Regions from separate parts of the Mus musculus genome. Here regions 1, 2, 3 and 5 are each linked to region 4. A link is a contact called in public HiChIP or PLAC-seq and promoter capture Hi-C data. All regions are on one chromosome and are shown on one strand. Each heading gives the region's core, a stretch centred on a gene start, on an enhancer-like site or on the middle of the called end of the contact. The rest is flanking DNA. Distances are from core to core; before and after follow the strand shown.

The links. Promoter capture Hi-C pulls out the DNA fragments that hold promoters and counts their contacts. HiChIP or PLAC-seq counts read pairs in DNA pulled down with a chosen protein or histone mark.
Region 1: an H3K4me3 HiChIP or PLAC-seq map of embryonic forebrain shows a contact between it and region 4, with 7 times the contacts expected there. The contact joins the promoter of Napb here to the promoter of Apmap in region 4. A contact is called at or near these places in 5 of 39 promoter capture datasets (cranial neural crest, hippocampal neurons, liver and 1 more), 3 of 115 datasets of contacts at active chromatin or transcription factors (astrocytes, embryonic forebrain and large pre-B cells) and 2 of 9 other capture datasets (adipose tissue and liver).
Region 2: a promoter capture Hi-C map of liver shows a contact between it and region 4, with 4 times the contacts expected there. The contact joins the enhancer-like site here to the promoter of Apmap in region 4. A contact is called at or near these places in 2 of 39 promoter capture datasets (hippocampal neurons and liver) and 2 of 115 datasets of contacts at active chromatin or transcription factors (astrocytes and stem cell-derived neural progenitor cells).
Region 3: a contact with region 4 is called in a promoter capture Hi-C map of liver, with 5 times the contacts expected there. The contact joins the promoter of Nxt1 here to the promoter of Apmap in region 4. A contact is called at or near these places in 4 of 39 promoter capture datasets (3T3-L1-derived adipocytes, cranial neural crest, liver and 1 more), 2 of 484 Hi-C or Micro-C datasets (CD4 T cells and cardiomyocytes) and 4 of 115 datasets of contacts at active chromatin or transcription factors (astrocytes, embryonic stem cells, stem cell-derived neural progenitor cells and 1 more).
Region 5: a promoter capture Hi-C map of pre-B cells shows a contact between it and region 4, with 6 times the contacts expected there. The contact joins the enhancer-like site here to the promoter of Apmap in region 4. A contact is called at or near these places in 8 of 39 promoter capture datasets (the 3T3-L1 cell line, cranial neural crest, embryonic stem cells and 4 more) and 3 of 115 datasets of contacts at active chromatin or transcription factors (bone marrow-derived dendritic cells, embryonic forebrain and extraembryonic endoderm stem cells).

The regions. Positions count from the first base shown.
Region 1 is chr2:148,731,010-148,733,709 of GRCm38.p6, reverse strand. It overlaps Napb (N-ethylmaleimide sensitive fusion protein attachment protein beta), which reads left to right and starts at 1,290. Exons shown (of 11, transcript NM_019632.3): 1 at 1,290-1,444. The coding sequence starts at 1,347.
Region 2 is chr2:148,855,422-148,858,121 of GRCm38.p6, reverse strand. No RefSeq gene overlaps it. Among named protein-coding and RNA genes, the nearest start is that of Cstdc2, 5.8 kb to the right of the region's middle. Within about 2 kb of position 1,376, at least 136 of the 459 cell types and tissues checked have an H3K27ac peak or open chromatin away from gene starts, as enhancers often do. A contact at or near this core is called in astrocytes and liver, where this site is marked.
Region 3 is chr2:148,671,287-148,673,986 of GRCm38.p6, reverse strand. Nxt1 (NTF2-related export protein 1) reads right to left here and starts at 1,372. Exons shown (of 2, transcript NM_019761.6): 1 at 1,152-1,372.
Region 4 is chr2:150,607,267-150,609,966 of GRCm38.p6, reverse strand. Apmap (adipocyte plasma membrane associated protein) reads left to right here and starts at 1,400. Exons shown (of 9, transcript NM_027977.3): 1 at 1,400-1,579. The coding sequence starts at 1,488.
Region 5 is chr2:148,901,000-148,903,699 of GRCm38.p6, reverse strand. No RefSeq gene overlaps it. Among named protein-coding and RNA genes, the nearest start is that of Cst3, 27 kb to the right of the region's middle. Within about 2 kb of position 1,304, at least 44 of the 459 cell types and tissues checked have an H3K27ac peak or open chromatin away from gene starts, as enhancers often do.

The DNA of each region.
Region 1 (2,700 bases), core at 41-2,540, 1.9 Mb after region 4:
CATGATGCTTAGGAGTTGACTCAATCCACCAAATTCCCCAACTGACTCCTTTTCAAATGCCAATGTTGGTTCACTTTTTGCAATTTTTCTCTCTTCAATCCAACATCCACTGCCACCTCCAATTTCCTACCTCCGTCTACCCTCCTGCTCCAAACTTGCAAATCAGTTCTCCAAAGTGAAAAAAAAAACAACAACAAAAAAACAAGCTCATAGTAGTTGTAAAAAAAACTATGCACCAAGAGCCGATATTCCCCTCTATCTTGAGAGCATCCTGCTATGGTTGGATCATGCCACACTGTGACATCAGTTTTGGTAGCTTGTTTCCAGGAGTTTAAACGCTCTTGCTATGTTCTCTGAAAACAGGCTTCATTTTCTTAGACAAATTCTGCTTGCCAGTTCCTACAGCGTATTCATGAAGAGTTTTAAATCATCAGAAACTCTCATTTGGCAGTAATTCTATTTGCTGCACCACCTAAGAAGTAGCACTGCCAAGCATAAATGGTCTAGACATTGTATTAAAAAACACCTCCCTCTGGGACAGGCCTAGAAGTCACTGGCACAGGATTGCATCTATCTATGGATATTTAGTAGATTAGAAGTCTTCCTGGCAGACAGGAATTTTGTCAAGATCCACCCACTATAGCCAGCATTATGTAAAGCATAAGAGAGTTCACTGGCTTATAGCCATTTAATAGAATTCAGTCAATAACAAGAGTAGATTGTGCCTACAGGAAAGATATGCAATCCATTTTTAAACAAGAGGACCAAATGGAAAGTTGTAGTTTGGGGACGCTTAAAATCAACTCTGAATTTATATTGGGGATGATGATGCATTTTTAATGTCTTGCTGTCAGAAATTAAAAATAGCTCTTTAGGCCAGCTGTTGCTGCTTTTCTGGCAGAGTTGGGAGGTGGGGCACCACATGGTTGACTAAATTGAGCTGAACTGCTGCATTAGATTAAATTTTGCAGTATTGCTTGTAGAGTGTCTCTCTGTCTCCCTCTCTCTGTCTGTCTCTGTCTCTATCTCTGTCTCTCTCTCTCTTTCTTTCTCTCTCTCAACCTTGAAGTCTACCTCCAAGGGTCCAAGGCCCAAGACCCCTCCAGAAGGCCACGCCCCTTCCCCCTCCTCCAGGGAGTCCGGGAGAACGCCCGGCCCTGCCCAGCAGCCTGCTGGGAACTGTAGTTGTGGTCTCTGACAAACTGGCATTAAGGTGGAATGTAGGACTACAGATCCCGAAAGGCCACGCGTGCCGCGCCTGCGTGTCCGCACCTGCTGGAGGGAGGGCTAAGTCGTCCCGGGAGCCTAGCTAGTCAGCAGAGGAGGCTTTGGCTGCAGCGGGTGACATGGACAACGCAGGGAAGGAGCGAGAAGCGGTCCAGCTTATGGCGGAGGCCGAGAAGCGAGTGAAGGCTTCCCACTCTTTCCTCCGAGGGTTGTTCGGGTGAGCGCCAGAGGTCTTGCCCTTAGGGGTCTTGGTGCCCGATCCCCTGCCCAGCCGGCTGCCACCGCAGAGTACCCCGCGCAACTGCTTAGGGTTACGGGATTCCCAGTGGCCCACGCTCTGTTTTGGGTCCCGTAGCATCCAGGGCCTCATCGCATCCCTTGGGCCGTGTCTGGGGTGTCTCTCCAGTCAGCACACACTGCAAGCCCCAGAACCTTTTGGGGATCCTCAGGCCTTGGACACCCCTCACCCACACCCGGAGAACCTCTAGCTCACAATCCCCAGGCACCCTTAAACAACCCAGAACACCTACGCGTCCTCGGAGATCTCTGTGGTCCCCCAAGTCCCATGCGTCGCCAACGGTCCGGTGCTAGCTCCAGGGTCCGCGCCAAGCTGCCTCTTCAAGGATGCCACCCCTCCTGGTGGACCAGATTTATTCATTTCCCCTGGTTGGGCCCGTAAATCCCCCGGGGGAGCCAGGACTGTGAGGTTCTGGAATTCAACCTGGAGTTTGGCAGCAGCTGGTGGCTCGTGGGGAGCGCGAAGTCTGCGCCCCTGTATCCCGGGCACTTGCCCGCTGGCCTTGGCTCAAGGGCCTTGAAATCATATCCTCCTTGGTGTGTTTTTCATTTGCCAGAGTGACTTGTATCCGTAGTTCAGGCTTCCCGTTTGATGAACTGTATGTAACATTGCTCCTTTTTAAAGTCAGAGTATCCTTTGGGAATCCCGTGATTTTGTTAATTCTTACATATCTTGGTAGGGAAGGGTTTGGTTTACATTCTGAGCTTTCAAAAAGCAAAACCTGCCCTGAGAGCTTGTGGAAGAATTCTGGGCTGTTGATTATGCGAATGATTCAGCTGTTTATGACAGCGGTAGAAATTACGTGTGCCTCTTCTTTTTTTTCTCCCATTTGAAAGTGAAAGATCTGTACCAAGAACAGATTTTAATTATCGAGAGGGACTAGAGGTACATACTAAACTGCTGCATTGTGAGACGCAGTTTCTGTAAAAATTCAGTATAGACACTTAAGTGCTGAAAATGTACCCAGTGAACTTTGACTTTTATTTTTACTTCATTCATCTGACTACTAATTACATTAATTATTATATAATAGTTTAATTGAGCCCCATTATGTTTGCATCTCCAGGAAATGCTTAGAGTCACATTGATACAGTTTATGGTACCATGGTCTGCCAAGATAGAGAAGGAGACCATGCTTGGAGACCCCTAAGGGCATTTGTCTCTGCTAGTTCTTA
Region 2 (2,700 bases), core at 127-2,626, 1.8 Mb after region 4:
CAGTTGTGAACTGTGATGTGGGTGCTGAGAATTGAACCCAGCCTCTGGAAGACCACATAGTGGTCTCTTAACCACTGAGCAATCTCTCCAGCCCTGGAAAGGATTTTTAATGAGACATTTTTTTAAAGCTATAAACAAATTTTTGACACTTTGAAATGAATTTGATCTGTGAGTCGCATAGAAAGAAATGTCACTAGCAGAGTGGTCCCTAATAAAGCTAAAAAGGGGGACCATCGACATCCTCAAAGCTCTCCTACTGCCTTCACTGAAGAAACAGATGCAGGCACATGGAAAGTGGGCCAGGGTGCTCTGCATTCAATTCTAAGAGAAAAGAGTAGAATCCAGGCAGTGGGAAATGATATAAATAGCTAATCTGCTAGGGTGAAGCACTAAGCACCAGGGCAAAGCAAGGATAATGAAGGAGTTCTGTCTATAAATGCCAGCATGGTGACTCATTATCGTGAGTTGAGTAAAGCATCCAAGCTGTAAGAAATGCCGTATGACTAATTGTGCAAATGTTAATGGCATAAAACTTAATTATAAACAGCTTAAGTATTACTTAATTCCAATGCTTAGGACCAAGTCTTTTTATGGATTTGAGATCGTTATGGATTTATAAACAAAAAGAAAACTTAGATATGGAAAGTGTAAGTGAGAATACTGCAAAGAAGCCACCAAAATGGCTACTCCATGATCCAAAGGGAAGGTTTTTGTTGTAAATAAGGAAGAGAGAACATCCCGAGGCAGGGAGAAGAGTCCACAGCCAAGAGAAAAAAATACAGACTGGGCATGACTAGAGCTATCTGTGAGAGAAGGGAGAACAGTGGCAGAGAATTACAAGAGAGAGAGAGAATAGAGAGGTACAGGGGAAAATACTTTGTCCTAATAAGGGAGCAGGAAGTGAGATATAAACTGGAACAGCCTAGGAGCTAGCCTAGAGCAGGGGAGTGTAGAAGGGGAACTAGGAAGCTCTTGTGGGCTAATAAGTGTATGTAAATAGGGACCAAAGGAGTTTAGAGGGTAACTGGCTTTGGTATATATGCAATAGGAAGCCAGATGCTTCATCCACCAGAGCAGGGGGAGATAAGGAAGTGGGATTTCCTGGCAAACACAAAGCTTTCACAGGTTCCTGAGGAACACTGAAAGTATCGTCCGGCAGTCCTCTTGTTTGTCCTGCCAACATTCAGCCCGAGCTGAGCTCAAGCTGTCAACTTAGACATCGTCAGTGGGCCTGTCCTTTTGGAGTGCTTAGGGGTTTCCTTCAACCTAACAGAAACTAAGTTTAAAAATGAAACTCACTTGTATCTCGTACATCCCTACTATTCATACTGCAAGGGTAACTTAATAGCAAATACTAGTGACCTTGCATTTTGGCTATAGCTATCACATGAGTCAGAGCTGGAATTTTCCACTGTAGCATCGGAACACTAAAAGTCTCAGGTTTTGAGGAGTTTCAGATAATGGTCGCTACCTATCTAAAGCTTTCACTGATGGTCTCCAGGCAAGGCTTGAGGAAGCTTATGGATGCAGAGCAAAGCCTAAGGGAGATGGGTCTTGTTGGTGCCTGCATAGAAACATCATCAGCACAGGGGTCTCTCATAAAGCTAAACAGGAAATGGTTTCACCCCAAGAATGTGACACAATTCCCTGGCTGGCTGAAGCCTATGTAATTTGGGTTTTCTATTATAATGAAATCTATATTTTATCTAGGAAATGTGGCACCATAACTCTTTGGAACTGTTTGTTTAAAATAAAGGTTGGACACTGTTGTTATTTAGCATTCAAATGCTCATAAAAGAAAATCATATTCAGAAGGAAAAGAGAAACTGGTCTGGTAGAGCTTCCTAGTCCACACAGTAAACACTAGCCTGTGTACAGAGAGGACCAGGACTTTTGGCTTCTGTCGGCTGACTTATGGAAGGGAGGAAAAGACTTTTTAATCCTTTTGTACATTACTAGATATTGAATTCAAGGCCTTGCTCTGATTCCAACAGCAACCAACCAACCACTGAACTACTCCCCCAATCCTTAGTTCTTTGAGACAGAGTCTTCCTATGCAGCTCAGGGTTGCTTTGAACTCCCAACCTTTCTGCCTCATCCTCCTGAGTGCTGAGATTAAAATGTGCACCACCACTTGGAAAATGCCATTTTTGGAGAAATCTATAAGCAGCAACAAACACATTCAAAAGAGGAACATATTTATATTAGAAACAGTTTTTCCTCTCTCCTCCTTCTAACCTTCCTCAAATCCACTTTGTCCACACAGAGCCAAAGTTAAATAGAAACCTTGGCTTCTGCATAAACAAATATAACAGAACACCAGTTCTGAGCCCTTGGACAGAAAAGAAAGAACAGTATCTCCAAAATGCACCAGTCTTCCACTCAGAACACAGCTAAGGCAGAGGATGCCCCATTTACAAACCAGAAGTGAGGGCAACGTTAGGGGGTAGAAATAGAACCTCCAGGGATTTTGACTTGTATATATGGCAAGTGGTCCCCAGTTGGGGGTTCACATACCTTTGTGTTTATAGTTTAACTCCCTCTTAACACCAGTACACACAGCCATTGCCCTCTTTTTAGTTCACATTTGCTGAAAGTCTCTGTGGGATTCATTTTTTTAATAATCAAAACACAAAGCCACCTGAACACTGAATCAAGGAAGCCACAGATGGAAGAGCTGGGCCAAGGATGTGGGTGCTG
Region 3 (2,700 bases), core at 123-2,622, 1.9 Mb after region 4:
AGCCTTTATTATTTTATTGAGACACGTTCTCTCTATGTATTTCTGCCACTTCTATGTAGACCACACTGGCTTTGAACTCATGACATCCGCCTCTGCCTTTTGTGCTGGGAATAAAGGTGTGCACGACCATGCCTGGGCCAACATTTTTTTTTTTTTGGTTTTTCGAGACAGGGTTTCTCTGTGTAGCCCTGGCTGTCCCGGAACTCACTTTGTAGACCAGGCTGGCCTCGAACTCAGAAATCCGCCTGCCTCTGCCTCCCAAGTGCTGGGATTCAAGGCGTGCGCCACCATGCCCGGTTTCATTTTTTTAAGCTTATCAGTTTATGAACGATGGATTCCACACAGAGCAAGGAGGAAGCTGGCCCTATAGATGAATTCGGAGCCAGCTTGATACTGCTCTTGCCACTCTCTCACCAAGGTCCTCCGACTCAACAATCAATCTGAAGTGCTGTTTGCTTAGTAGTTTAGGTACATTCCCTCAATCATCATTGCACAAGTCACTGTAACAACTTTACAAAAAGAGTTACAAACTTACTTGCTTCATTCTACGGAAGCAAGGGAGTCAGAGCTATGCTTACTAAGTTCCAGGATTTTTTTGAAAGCAGTTCTATATGAAAACAGCTCTAGGGATGCTGGCTTAACAATGTTCTCCAAGGTAACCATATTTCTCTGTCCAACCACCTCATCCCCACTTCTTTAGGCCACAATGCTTCGCCCTAACATTGGTCACGCCCCCAAAGATGATCACCCCTATTTCTGGTCCTCAGCTACCCACAGAACCCGGTCATCTTTCTCTCTTAAGGAGAGAGCAGTACGACCGAAACATAGTAGAGTGAGAGTCAGAAAGATGCTCCACTCCCATGGTTCATACTGTAGTTTCCTGGAGTTGGACCTCAGAAACGGCAGCCGTGCCCCGGGCCTCATTTCCAGCTGGGAGTCGCTTCTTACATCCCCCGGCCCCAAACTGCTGCTCTCCTCCGGGTATGGCAAACTCACCGCCACGGTTCTGCACATAAAAAAGCCTGATGCCAGGTTGCAGAGACACCACGTGGAGGAAAGGACAACATCCATGTCTTATTGAGCCTAAGAAAAGGGAAGAGGTCCCTGGTGCCGCGGCGTTGCCAGACGGCCAGGCAGGAGCGCTCACTTACCTGCTCGATCTCGGTCAGCGCCGCCAAGGCGACTCGGTCCCGGGTTCCGCCCCGGTCGCGGTCCCGGGCCAGAAGAGTTTCTCTCCTGTTCTCCTCTTCCTCCCAGAGGCTCCGCCTGAGAAGCCGACGTCCAGGAGGCGAGGAACGGTTAAGCGCCGGTAGTGGCTTCCCGCGCGCCGCAAGCTGCAATGTGCGCAGGCGCTAGCATCCCGGTTCCCGTCGACTCCCGCCTCCCCGCGACGGGCAGCTACGCGAGCCAGTAGAAAACTTGGCTCCGCCCAGGTGTGGCGGCAAAGACAGTGTAGGTTCCGGGTTAGGCACTATCCTAGAAGATCCGGTTGAGGGAGCTCTGATTGGATGTTGTGGAGAGGGTGGAGTCAACGCGCTTAGCTGTGGAAGGCTTGGTTAATAAGAGATATCTGTCTTTGCTAGATCTGGCTCCCTTCTTCTGTGTGTGTTGGGATGATATCTTGTGGAGACTCGTGAAGCTTCAACGTGGAGCTTCACTGGTTGATGCTAACTAGGGAGACAACAGCATGGCTTCAATAAGGCTCTGGACTGAACCCAGCACATAGACACCCGTAGTGTAGGAACCCGGTGGAAGGCTAAATCTGAGAGTCTGTGGAAGTCCTTGTGGTCAAATATGGTCAAATATCTTAGCTGAGCGCACCCTTCCTAAGGTGAAGCTACTTAGAGTTGACAAGCAGATGAACTTATAAGAGAACAAATTTTAGTCTAGTGAGAACTGAGGTCGAAGAGGCGGGCAAGGGGACAATGGTAGTTGACTTTCTATGCAGTGCAAATTGAGTTTCCTGCTGGCTCCAGCTGCGGCGCAGTACCACCTCATTTAAGACACTGAATTTGTTTTAATCTGGAGCTGTCTAGATACCTAGCATAGAAATGGAGCCATTTCGCGTGGGAAATTGGGAAACTGCTTCGTGTATCAAAACCCAAAGAGCTAACTTTGCTGAGACCTGATTCTTTGCTTCATCTGCCCGGCTAGGAGAGCTGTTTGTAAGTGGCTTTGTTCAATTAAGTACTTTAATCTGTATTTTGTTACCAACCTCTCGGCTCCTTTTGCTCATGTTACTAAGGGAACATTTGTTTTTAGATTTAAGAAACGAGAATGGCTGTTCAATATAGGTCACTTCCCACTGGAGTTAAGTGAGTGAAAAGTTTTCATTATTGAAAGAATTAAGTTGGAGTCTGAGTTTCAAGGATGAATAAGTGCCTTTGGAGCAGTAGTTACACAAAAATATGTAGTAAACCTGGGGATAAAGTAGTGGTAGGTCCCAGGACTTTTCCTGAGGGAGAACTTGACCTTTATTCTTTCAGTAGCCCTTGAATTTGGGAGATTAGAGATGCCTCTGATTCTAAAGGACTGGCCACTGACACAGTTGAGCGTATTCGTCAAGGTTCTCTAGAGGATAGAATCTCTCTCTCTCTCTCTCTCTCTCTCTCTCTCTCTCTCTCCCTCTCCCCTTCCTCTCCTCCACCCCTCCCCCCTCTCCCTCTTTCTCTCCCCTTCCCCTCCCCTCTCTCTCTCTTT
Region 4 (2,700 bases), core at 151-2,650:
CTGAGGAGCTCACAGGTCGTCTGGTGAATTCCTTTTATGTAGGAAGTTCAGTGTATTCAACTCTTTTTTATTCTTCGTGTGTGTGTTCCGGGTTGTTTTGGCCCATGTGTTTCACACTGGGCATAGGATACGCATAATCCATGTAACAGGCACTGGATGTAACTGGCTACTTGTGACAGCTCAGGAATGTTCACAGAGCCTCCCACAGACGGGGATACTCTGGAGAGTTAATGAGAGATTTTCAGCAATGACTCTTGAGATGGATTCTGGATGATAAAAGTGGTTTAGGTGGAGGTAGAAAAAAAAACGTATCACAAGGAAACAAGGAGTAACATGACAAAGTCAGAGACATGCAATCAGAAGGGGAAGCCATTCAGGTCTCCAGGTAGGCGCCAGACCCACACAGCAGTTGTTACAATTACCCACGATATTATCTTTATAATGTCTGTCTTCAATGATGGAATCAAGTACCATGTTGCCAAGCCTTGGATTATATATAACCTGAGATCCCTACAGAACTGTGTTAAGAAATCTCCACTTCCCTCAAGCGAGAGGAAAAAGAACATTGAGGTGGCATTCTATCGCCATCTAGTGCCGAAAAGATAATGGCATGTTTGCTTCTGTAAAATCCCAAGTGAGGTACAAAATCCAGCACCTATATCCTAGAGATCCTTCCCAATGCCCTACTTGGTTATTGCTGCCTGAAATTCTCCTGTCCGCCCTTTCTCTTCCAATCCTACCCCCACATTCCTTCACCGGCTAAATGCTTCCACTAGACCAAGTTTCTCTCTTTAAAATCACCACTGTATTAAAATTTACATGTATTGAAGTCATGGCTCTCATTAGTTCCAGAAAGGAGGGATTTGCCTGCAGTCTGCTCACTTCACCTCCTGGAGTATGTCCGACTCGCTGTAATACCGTGGAAGCACTACCTGGTGGTTGCTTCATGATTCCTAAAGTTTTGCTATTAGCAGTCTTTTCTACTTGGGCCTGTCTTTAGGTAACTCCCTTTAGAAAATTTATCAAATGTCTATTGTATAACCACTTGACGATCTAGCAGTCAAAATCTGATCTTAACCAAAAGGACACATTTTGAACTTTAGCGGAATCTTTTCAGAAAAGATAACAGTTCAGGCGGGGATTACTGCATTGAACACATTTCGTTAAGAATCAGTGGCATCTTCTCTTTGCAAGCTTGTTACTGCAGACTTCACCGCCCAGCACTCGGACTTGAGGAAGACCCGCTACAGCCTCACTATCCAGACTCGGCTCACTGAGGGAGGGACCCCCTCACCATTTGCCTGCAGCTGTAGGCTGGGGCCAGGGGGTGGAGCCTTACTGCTGTGCCAATCTCCAAAAGGGGGCGGGGCCTGCATTGCAGCTCCGGCGCTAAGTTTACGTCATTTCCTCGCGCCAGGGAGTAGTTCTGAAACCCGCGTTGCTGAGTGTCAAGGCGCTGTTGGAGGTGTCAGTGGAGAGGCGGCAGAATGAGCGAAGCGGACGGGCTGCGGCAGCGTCGGCCCCTGCGGCCGCAGGTCGTCACGGACGATGGCCAGGTCCCGGAGGTCAAGGAGGGCAGGTAGGCAGGACCTGGGCTGGGATCATCCCACGGGAGAGAACCCTCCTCATTATCCCGGCTTGGACCCAGGAGCCGGGTTCGGGCTGACAGGACAATCTGCGGGGCGAGGCCTTGCGTGGACCTGGTTGTCCTCCCTCACGCTGCTGTGGACCTTTTCTGTCCCTTCTTGCCACCCAGCCGCTGGAGCCAACGCCTTTTGCCTTTCTTTAGTTGCACGCATCTTCCCGACTTGTCCTTGTTGGAACCTCTGATACTCCTGGGACAGCCACCTGACCACTGCCGTCAGCCGATTCTTTCGCGTTCCTTGTTATTCACTTTCCTTAAAGAGAAGTCAGAAAAGATGCTGGGTTTCCTTTCTGCGAAGGTCCTCCTCCTGCATCTATTGACGCCGCGCAGTCTGTACTCCTCAGCGTGGAGTAGAGAACCGACTGACATTGTTGGCAGTGTTTCTGAGAATTCGGCCTTGCAGGTTTTTGTAATAGGGACAGTAGTTACTGACAGTAAATCCTTAAAAAGAAAAATTTTTTTTGGGCCCCAGTCTTTCTGACTTTCAAAATGCACTATTAGCCCACATATGAAGCATGCTCCTTAAACCGTACTAGAAGACATTTAAAATTGACTTTTCAACTTGGTGACCAGAATTTTGTACTTTGAATATCTAGATCAGCCTCAAAGTTGTGGAATTAACTTATATGATAGAAATATTAGAAATATTTCTTTGGTCACCAGCAATGTGATGAAGGGATGTGGTGCATACTAGATGAGAGACAGTTTTTGCTTCTGATGATCGGTTTGACTAATGGTAATAAGATAAACATACAAACATGTTTTGGCTTTGGAAAGAGGAGTTTGTAAAAGAACAGGAAGGTACTAACTAGTATGGATCTTGATTAGGGAGACCAGCCATCCTAGGTAGCCTTGAGATCTCATTAACTAGGACTCACCTTGCTAAATGTGGGTAGATTATGACAAATTGCTCACCCTGCTTGTTGTGGGTATTGCTAATTAATTGCTAATGGTTGGTGAGTCTTTTAATGGATAAGCAAGGAGTGGCCAAACCTAACTGCAGGAACTAGGAGAACTAGGAAAGGGTGGAGCTGTGGAGAGCCCTATCTGGGCAC
Region 5 (2,700 bases), core at 55-2,554, 1.7 Mb after region 4:
TAATTCTTTGTACTGCTCTCTTAGTGTCTAATTTATTGAATTCAGTCCAGAGTTTGTTTATTTCCCTGCAATCTACTTCTCTTGGATGTGTTTGTTTCTTGCTGTTCTACACCTTTCAGGTGTGCTATTAAGTTGCTATCTTGAGACCTCTTCAATTTATTTAGGAAGGTGGTTGATGCTCATAATGTGCTTCTTAATACAGCTTTCATTATGTCCCATAAGTGTGAGTATGTTTTCCCTTCATTTTCATAAAGTCCTACAAAGAACACAATTTTTATAGACCTTAAAAGAACAATTCTCAAATTCATATGGAAAACTAATGAACCCAGGGATAGCCAAAGAATCCCGAACAATAAAAGAACTTCAGGAGGAATCACCACCCATGACATCAAGATGTGCTACAGAGAAATAGTGATAAAAAAATACATGGTATTGGTACAGACACAGACACATTGATCAATGGAATCAAATCAAAGACTCAGACATAAAATAGACATTTGATTTTTGATAAAGAAGCCAAAACCATACAAAGGAGAAAACAAAACATCTTCAACAAATGGTGCTAGTCTAACAGGATGTCTGCATGTAGAAGAATGAAAATAGATTTTAACTTTAGCCACTGAATCAAAATGGCAGTTTTAACACATTTTTATTAGAGTCATTATAGCCTGGCTGGATGCTGTCATGAGATAATACTATATCAGGTTCACGTGGAAAGAATTCAACCACTCTGGGAAAGTCTCTGGCGCACTCACAAGGGCATGTTCATCGTATAAGTACATATTCGCTGAGATGTGTATTGAACGTCCATCATCTTTCAGGGTCTGCGCTAGAAATAGACTCATTATAGGAATGAGATGAGCAAATCGTGGTCTTCACGGGGCTTAGAACCAAATACTATCCAACAGAGAAAAGAACTATCAGGAAATGTAATTTGGGACGATGACATTTAATCTAATCTGAAGGAAGATAAAGAACTAGATATGAAAACGCAAAGAGAGAAGTGGATTTGGGGAAAGAACCACACATGCAGAACCTTAAGGGGGGGAAACCCTACCCATCCTGAGCTGAGTCTTAGTGCTGGGCCGCATCCTGCACCTGGTGATAATGACCACAAGAGGGCAGACTTGGACCACTGGTGATTTTTCTGCTCCTGGCACTCCCAGTCAGCCCCAATTCGCACTGGGGGTGGCTTCTGGGGTAGACTCGGTGTCCTCAGTGAGAGACAGAACACCTAACATAAATGAGCGCTGTCCTGCGCCTTGGGGAACCCCACACCACACACTATCCTGGCTGCTGTGGACTACCTAGTGACACTGGGCATTGACCAAAGGTGACAGCAGATGGCAGCAGCTTCCTTTTCTACAGCACCAGTCTCTATTTTCCCAATTTTAGCTGAAAGTCTTAAAACTATATTACCCAGAATGAAGATAGGGGTGAAAAAATGGGCCTCAGTGAGAAGAACTCACAACAGGTGATATGTGATATGTGAAACCCTAAGCTTGGATGATTTCTGACCTCTCCTCCTCGCTCCGTCTTTATCTCACATCTCTGCTTTCTCAACTCTTGTCTTTATGTCTTCTTAGGACCACTGGCGTGAGTATAATCAATTTTCTTCCTTCCAGTATATGATCAATCTGGGATGGAGTCAGGTTATATAGTTAGGGCCAAAACTAAGGTTCATCATACACACATTCTCATTCAGCTCAAGTTCATGTTTTGTTTTAGTTTGGCTTTTTTCTGGACTGGGATCCTATCTCCCTTAATTCTGCCTGTCCATGATGTTTTCTGTCTGAAAATACCCTGTCTACAATTCCTTTTCTCCTGGCCCATGCAGCCAGGGGAAAGCTTCCTTTTCTCCATGTGCTAGAGCATTTGTATGCTCCCTCCTGGCATTCTGGGTCCCCACTTTGGATCTTCCTTATTCTTGGGCTGCACTTTACAAAGCTCATCAAAATAACAGTAAACAAAAACCTAGCTATCCGTGGTGGTTATGTTAGCAATGACTTTCACACTCAAGAGCTGATTTATCACAATGCTGGAGCCTTACATGCAATCACAGGGAGCCTTACATGCAAATTAAACCTTGCTTCTGATCCAGTCACAGCAGGCCCTCTATTAGACGGCCAGGGAAAGTGCTTCCCTCTGGTATAGGCAAGAATAGCTGTGGTGTCTCCCAGTGTTCACTAGTTTGTGACAGTAAAACCTCAGATACAAAACTATTTCAGATACTCTGGCTGAGGCTGCACCTTCAGCATTCAAAGAGATCAGCTGTGGTGGCTGTATACTTACTTAGCTCAGTGAAGCTTCAATGCATTCAAAGTGGTCTGCAGACAGTGTCAGACAGACATCTGGCTCTGAAATGGAAGTGCTTCCAATCAAGGATTGGCAGTAAGAAGCCAATAACTACTAATAAAGGTGTCGAGTTGCTCCATTCCCCACTGTCTTTACTTATGTACAAAAGAAAAGTCCTGCTAACAAGAACTTGACAAACTTAGGATTTAAGACAATTTGTGCAGTACTAGCAGAATGAGTAACACCTACTCAGTACCCCTGAAAAAAAGTGGGTCTCCCTTCATCTACCTCAATACTACCAAAGTAATTCGCATATTCAATGGAATCCTTCAATATAATGACACTCTGGAAAGCAATTCCTAAACTTCCTATGAAGGAAGGCACAAAAAACTATGAGCAGTCAAA